2 separate regions of the Anas platyrhynchos genome follow, and region 1 is linked to region 2. The links are chromatin contacts, called in public Hi-C maps. All regions are on one chromosome and are shown on one strand. Each heading gives the region's core, a stretch centred on a gene start, on an enhancer-like site or on the middle of the called end of the contact. The rest is flanking DNA. Distances are from core to core; before and after follow the strand shown.

What was found. A called contact is a pair of places that touch in the nucleus more often than the background predicts.
Region 1: a contact with region 2 is called in a Hi-C map of skeletal muscle, with 4 times the contacts expected there. The contact joins two enhancer-like sites. A contact is called at or near these places in 3 of 8 Hi-C or Micro-C datasets (liver, skeletal muscle and subcutaneous adipose tissue).

What each region holds. Positions count from the first base shown.
Region 1 is chr4:60,728,972-60,732,945 of IASCAAS_PekinDuck_T2T, forward strand. No RefSeq gene overlaps it. Among named protein-coding and RNA genes, the nearest start is that of SEL1L3, 21 kb to the right of the region's middle. Within about 2 kb of position 1,965, at least 4 of the 8 cell types and tissues checked have an H3K27ac peak or open chromatin away from gene starts, as enhancers often do.
Region 2 is chr4:60,669,685-60,673,325 of IASCAAS_PekinDuck_T2T, forward strand. No RefSeq gene overlaps it. Among named protein-coding and RNA genes, the nearest start is that of RBPJ, 20 kb to the left of the region's middle. Within about 2 kb of position 2,062, at least 4 of the 8 cell types and tissues checked have an H3K27ac peak or open chromatin away from gene starts, as enhancers often do.

The sequences.
Region 1 (3,974 bases), core at 715-3,214, 59 kb after region 2:
CCTACATTAAAACGCACATGCAGTCACATCCACACAGTAAAAACAACCTCAAGTTCTCTAAGCACCAGGCTTGGAACCATGAAAAACATGACTGTGGCTTTCATCATACCCAATTAGGGGGACGTGCACTCAGCAGTGATTCTGGTGTGGCGGAGAAATGCCTAAGCCAGCTTTAAATTAGGCAGGAGCAATCTAGTTAAAACAGCACAGAGCCCAGTTTAGGCTCAGCCACTCTAAATATTTACCCTTCTCTGAGCTCGAGGTTGCAGTGGCATGCACGCTGCCACAAAGAGAGAACTTCCAGCGCCTACACGCACCCCTGCACAGCCAGGTCTGGTGTGCTACGTAGCCTGGTAAATCTAGCATGCACGCAGAATGGGCTAAATTAAGACTGTTTATGATAAGATTGAGTTTACATGGCAGGGTGGCTGAAAAGCAATTTTCATACAGGGAGAGTATCTATCCTGCATGTACCATTAGACTTTCTGAAGCAGGATAAAGCCTATTCCCTATCTCAGGACCAGGCTGCATCTTGTTCCAGGATGGCAGCTGCATTTTAATTCCCATTTTATGCAGAACTTCGAGTGCAACACAAGACAACCAAAAAATGTACACACCAATAATGCATCTTTGTTAATGTAATCTTGTGATTTTGTCTCTTATACAGAGGGGGGAAAAAAAGAAGATAAATTTGAAAAACAAACCAGGGTGTGTCAACTCACTGCCAGCAGCTGAGCAACAAAACAGGAAAGTACTAAACAGTGAAATTTATTTATACTTTGTGGCAACAGGCTCCAGAGAACAAATTATTAGCAGAAGGAGCCAGTCACAGCACATGCAAGGCTTCCCTCAAATCAAACAGATATGGCTGTCACAGTGGGCAGCCAGAGAGCAGAGAGTGTGGAACAGAGGGAAAAAATACACGACTGAAAGGATTTCGTAGTTAAGGAACTCCGAGCAGAAAGCTCTCTATCTGGCAACACATGGAGAGGAAGAACCATCCCCGAGTCACCCCAGGGCCGTTAGTCCGCAGGGCTCTGCTGGAAACTGTTCAAGGAAGTGCAGTCCTGCTGGCTCCTACCTCACTGCCACCCCCTGGCACCTACCCAGAGCCAGGTGACATTTATTTGGCAGCACATTCTTCACTAGAAAAACAACCTGAAATCCCTGAATTAACACTCTGCTGCTGGCTAAAGAGACGGTCCTCTTCTGTGTGCCACTGAAGACTCACAGGTGACCTCTGGTTCTCCAAATAAGCATCCAAAGTGATATTTGTTGGTCCATGAGGAAAATACAGGATTAAGCCTAAAGCTGCAAACATATGAAGACACTACTTCTCTCCCTTTTGGATCACTGGACATTTCTATGCATTAGACATTTGCTGAATATTCAGTCAAGACATAGATATGGCACAACCTGGTACAAACCAACTTTTAATTGCAATAATCAACTCAGTATTTCACTTTTTCTGATTTCTTCCCCCTCCGAAGAAGCAGAAGAAAAGAGAGATGCATCTTTGTGACTTGTCTTTTGCCTTCACTCCAGGTCTTAGGTTATTTTTCCTCTTAAAAATTGGACAACTGTGCCTCTGTGCTGAAGTGACAGCATTTCATACCCTCCCACCTGAGCTGGCTGCACAGTAGCTTGCTCAGGTCCCCTTGACAGTGTAGCTGCATCAGCATGAGCTCAGCTCCAGCTGCAGACACCATCTACACAGCTAAGGAAGTACTCGGTCACGTAACCACAGCAGTCCCAAAATCGGTGTGGGCTCTCTGGCTGGCAGTAACCAAAGCAGGTAGCAATCATGTGGTTCAGACAGGCCTGCAAACACTGGAGTTAGCTTGCGTTTGTTAACGCTTCTCAAAACGTTTTGAGATCTGGGGTGAAAGATGCTGCATCAGCACAAAAGCATTCCTGCAGCAGTAAACATGCTTGGCTGGCCCGCTGCCTTGTCTTGATTTGCCTCAAGTAAATACGGTCATTTACTGCATGCTTCACCTTCTGATGGAACATCTGCTGTCTGTGAGGAGCCAAATCGCAGACAGACTCTCAATCCTCCTGAGATACCTCTGGCTAACAGCACGCATAGCTTTCCTCAGAGGCCAGCATGTCACTGAACAGTTGGCTTACTGTAAACCATCGCATGCTGTAGGTGTTCCCAGCTGCCTCGTGCTGCGTTTGTGTCACAGCCCGAGTTCCTGAGGAGCTCGTGCAGTCCGAGACAAGCTTTTATACCTACCATGGGAGCAGCGTGTTTCTTATAAAACAGTTCTTTACATCAGCAAAGAAGAAAATGGAGAGCAAAAGTAGGGGCTCTTGAGGGAAGATGAAGAGTGGAATGTGAAAGGAGGGGTTCAGTGATAGTAACGCTGCTCAGCTTACCGGAGAGCACTTCTCCAGGAACAGGGAAGGACAAAAAGAAAAATAATTATAAGACCATGCAGACAGTGGTGAAATCAGAGGAAAGCAGGTGGTCAAGATGCACACAATGAACACAGTGCAAGTTCTAGCCGAAAACACACAGAGCAATTTCATCCAAAACTTAGCGATCCAATAAAACATTCAAAGGCAAAGGAAGATGTGGCAGAAGTCTGAGGAAATTTTCCTGTATGATCACCACCACTGACTGGAAACTAAAGAAAGGAGGACTGTGGCAGGCTGTAGGAACGTGACTGTGAGGATCCTGGTCTGAGTCAGGCTGCTCACCATGAAGGAGGCAGTGCTAGGGCTGAAGTCTGAGGGCATCACGCGGCCGAGAAAGAAGCTGGAGCACCCTTTAAGTCATATGAGGAAAAGATAATATAGATGGTTCTTCAAAAACATAGATTAGGTTGGAAAAATGCCCAGATTCTGTACACTGTAGGAGAAGATAAGCCAAAGTCTTACCAGCTTAGATCTCTGTAGAGTCTGGTTACACTCCTACCTGCAAAGGAGCTGCTCTCAGCCTGTGTCAGCTCCAGCCTTGTCCCCCTCCATACCCAGTATTACCATCTCGATAGCAGCTTCAGGCAAGAGCACAAAGTCACACTGATCCAGCCAGGGATTCCTCAGCGCTCTCTCCCACCCAGAGAAAAGTTTTAGGTATCACAAATGGATAATGACAGATGGTGGCATGTAGACCCCTGTGCTAAACCAGTCGGTCAAAGCCCAGCAGCTGAAGTTTTCCCTACATATCCAAGAAGGCAGGCTTACATCTATTACCCCTGCTTCAGAGTTTGAAAATATGAGGAGTAAGAGATTTTTTTTATTATTATTTTATTTTAAAGATAGCCATGATGTTCTGTTTTATACTAACATGTTGTATTTGCCTGGCTTATCCAGTTTAATATAGATACAGGTTTCTTTGCCCCTCCACCCAAATACCTCAGAAAGCTTGCCCTACTCTAAAATAAAACAAGATAAATACAGTATAACTATTATTTTTTTTCAAGGCTGAACAGTGGGAGCTGCTTCCACAAGGGCAAGATATGCCCAACTAATTGAACAATATCTTGCCTATGAGACAAGCAGGAGCTCCCTGTCGTCACTGGGCTCTGCACCTGGCAAGCTTCCTACCTCTCACAAGGCCAATGTCACTGGAGTTTTTGGCTCAGTGCAAGGCAGCAAATGGCTCTTGCAGCTGCATCACACTGACTGCAAGAATACATCTCCTGAACTCACGCCACCAAGGTGAGCATGAAGGACAGAGCAGAGCGCAGTTAGGGAGCTAATGTGTAGAAGAACGTGCAGAAACTATAGATAAAAAATAAGGACTCTACGTTCCCTCATGTTTAAGACAAATCTTTCAATCATTACGACAGGCAGTATTTGGGGGCTGACTTATTTTGGGGGTCAGCCTCTCTTTGGATAAGTACATCACATGGAGTATGAGTGGGATCCAGAAGCATGGGCAGAACGATAGTCTGCGACCAACAGCTGTGGTCACCCGGGTAGGCTGCACAAATCTGGTGCATGGATAAATTTATAAAAGTGAC
Region 2 (3,641 bases), core at 812-3,311:
CCGTCTGAGTCAAAATGCTATTGTTCACTTCTGTGTAAATAATGCCCAAGATAATGAAGGATTAGCTGCTTGTGCCAGGGGTTCATTTGAGAGTATCATTTGTAATTCCTTTAATATCAAGGATATTCACCAGGTCAGTGTCTCTAAGAAACCAGTTACATATATGACCTTTTTATTTTTGATGTGAATCAGAATATCCTGAGTTGGAAGGGACCCACGAGGATCATCAAGTCCAACTCCTGGCTCCACACAGGACCACTCAAAAACCAGACAGTATTTCTAAGAGTGTTCTCCAAGTGTCCTTTTAACTTTGACTGGCTCGGTGCCATGACGACTGCCCTGGGGAGCCTGTCCCAGTGCCTGACCACCCTCTGGGTGCAGAATCTTTCCCTAATCCCCAGCCTGACCCTCCCCTGTCCCAGCTCCATGCCATTCCCTTGGGTCCTGTCGCTGTCCCCAGAGAGCAGAGCTCAGCGCCTGCGCCTGGTTCATGAGTTATTGTGCCGAGGTATGTGCTCCACTGCTGGCACATGCTCCACTCACTGTCTAAGCATGCTAAAGGTACCTCTTTCAAAGACAGAAAGAATGGTAATTAAACAAATTACTCTGATAGACATAATTCAGTTATGGACATTGGATGAGAAAACAAAAAATGCAATACAATGTGTTGTTTTTTCCAAAGTCAGTGACATCCTTCAGTGATCAAACCCAGAATGTTCCAGGATTGTCATGGACCCCGTCAGACCAGAGCTTCCAGTGTGGAAGGCCTAAATAGCCAGCTCGTGGCCCTAAGTTTCACTGTCCTCTGACTCCTGAGATTTCATTTTAGAAGGAAAAGATTCGGAGTCTCCTCTTGCCTGTATTTTTACCTTTTTTTCTTTTTATTTTCTGTTTTTCACCATTAGGTTCTGCAGTCAATTCCATCTTTTCACATCACATTTCTTCCCTGCTCCAAATAGATAGCCTGGCAAGCACAAAGACTTCGAAGTACTACAACCAAGTTAAGAGTGTGTGTAGAAGTGATGGAGGATTTAAGATGAGAAGTTGAAAAGAGCTACCTGGCAGTATACGTATCAGTTCTTTGAATAGTTTTGGACCAAGACATCCTGAAGATTATTTAATTTTATCATGGTCTCAGTTTTCATTTCAAAATAAGTCCCTCTGAAGAAATATTTATGCCCATACGGATGCCTGAGTGTGCAGTCCGGAACAATAGCTGTGAGTAACACTGATCGGCGTCATGAGGTTCAGAGAGAGATGTTCAGTAGCTCAGGGCTTGCTGACAACCTTATGAAGTGACTCTGTGCCAAGACAAGAAGAATGTGAAGACCCTATTAAACTAAACCCACTAAAGCCTTGGCTTTTGGAGTAATTGCTAAAGCCTCTTTGCCTCTGTCAGCCTGTGATGGGAAATGGGAATGAACTGTAGGATGGCCGTGAAAAGCCAGAACCACGCAAGCTTCATGTCACGCTGTGCCTTGGGCAGAGGCTTGCTGTAATCTGACCCTGGCCTCAGCATCTCTTTCCCCGAACTGCAAATCATTCCATTACCATCATGCTGTTTTACCATCATACAAATGTGAATTTACCCTATGACAGAACAAGCCATATCTCTTGATGGAATAGATTTCGCCATCCCGTCTCGTGTGTGTGCTTTATGCTGCAGGTCCTACGTAAGCCTAAGAAAAACCTTCTGATGTGTACTACTGATTGTTTACATAGGTTATCAGAGGGGAAAAAAAAAAAAAAAAAAAAAAAAAAAGAAACAGGAAAGGAAAGCTGGCAGCTGACACTGCCAAGAGACCTGGCAATGTCTAGAATCACAATCGGATCATTTCCAGTCAATAGGCTCTGTTCTCATTTAAAAAACAAAAATACAAAAAACAACACAAAACCCTTCCTAGAAAGTTGCTGCACTGTTATTTTTCCTCCATTACAGTCAGTGCAGAGGAATACTTGCACTGACTCCTGCCCTCAGACCCGAAGCAGGCGATACCGTGAGGTACTTCCAGGCAGAAAGTGGAAGGCACAGCTTGCCAAGAGGTGCGGTAAGATATGGTGGTTTATACAAGCTCAACACAAGCAATGCTGCTTGGAGCTGTGATCACGGTTCTGTGCGATAACGGCCTCTTAATGATAATGAAATCACAGACTTGTAATGCAAATAGAAATCAATGCCAAAATAAGGAGGAAGAATGCGATAAAGCTTAGGACTTAGGCATGTTTCTCATCTTCAGGTCAGGCTCTGCAAGAGGGCTAGAAAAGACGCGTGCTGGAGGACTCAGAATCCAGCTGCCTGCGTTTCATATTTGCCTGTAGCAGAGGGAACATTTCCTTGCCCAGCTCAGCCAGCCCTCACTGTACTCTTCTGAAATTAAAATATCAGAGAGAATATACTAATTCAGTTTTAATGAAAGTCCAACTCAAATTGTGTCAGACAACAGAAACGTGTTTAAATTTATGTTGTATCAGCCCGTCTGTTATCAGCTCATTCACATGTACAGACAATACAGGAGACTTTGTTAGGGTGAAATCAAAGTTGCAAACTCACATCAGTATCTCAGGTGCTCTAATCCCTGCTAATCCAGGCTCAAGCTTCAGAAGTCTTTGGCTTTAGATATAAAACTATTCCCATAAAGTTAAGCATTTGAGGATCAAGACTGTAATTTTTGAAAATGCTGACTCATTTTCTAATAAAAACTTGCCTGAAGAAATGCGACATAAGCAAAACTCAGATTTAAACTTCAGCATCAGCATAAATATTAGACATTTGTGTTAGCATCAGCTAGAGAGGGAAAAAAAAAAAAAAAGAGAGAAAAAAAAAAGAGAAGGAAAAGAAACTCAAACGCAAGTAATCACAGTGACAAGGAGCTCTAACAGGAATACCGTATGAGAAGATGCATCAGCATTTCTTTTGACATCTTAGTCATCAGGAGCACAGGGATGGTGGTTGTAATGCTGCAGAAGTGGTGGTTGTAATACTGTAGAAGCAGGACAGTGATAAATTCACTTCATGTTCTGTTATGGTGTTGGATTCCAGATCCAAAACACAAGGATTATCTCCTGGCATCATAAGAATGTAAAAAAGTGACTTTTATTCCACTTCCAGTTATAAAACCATTAAAGACAGGGGCACTGCAGGGTTTCTGTTAATTCTACTCACTCCCATCAAGTACAGATATTTTAGTGACATGAAAACAAAACAAACAAACAAAAAAGGCCCCTTTTGAAAATATTATTTATTCTAAGGCAATTTTCTAACCAGAAAAGAAAAACAAAGAAGAAAACAAACAATCTTAGTCTTCTCAGAAGCTGTTGACATGGAGGAAGATATCATGCTATTTGCTTTTGGCATTTAACTCAGACACACTCAGGAGACTTGGGATCCTAGTTCTACGCTGTCATCCCGAGATAAGAGAAGACCAAAGAGCACCTATTAGACACTGGAGCTGCCTACAGGTTACAGTGCCTGTTACTTCCCTCTGCTCTCCAAGGCAACTGGGGTATTTCGTTTCGGAGATACTGGCTGTTAGATCACGTGCTTCAATACACCAGTGCAAGACCAAGAGCTGTTGATACAGGGAAAACAAAGCAATGCTTGTAGGCTGAGATGTCAGAGAGATGACAAAAGCTTTATCTGA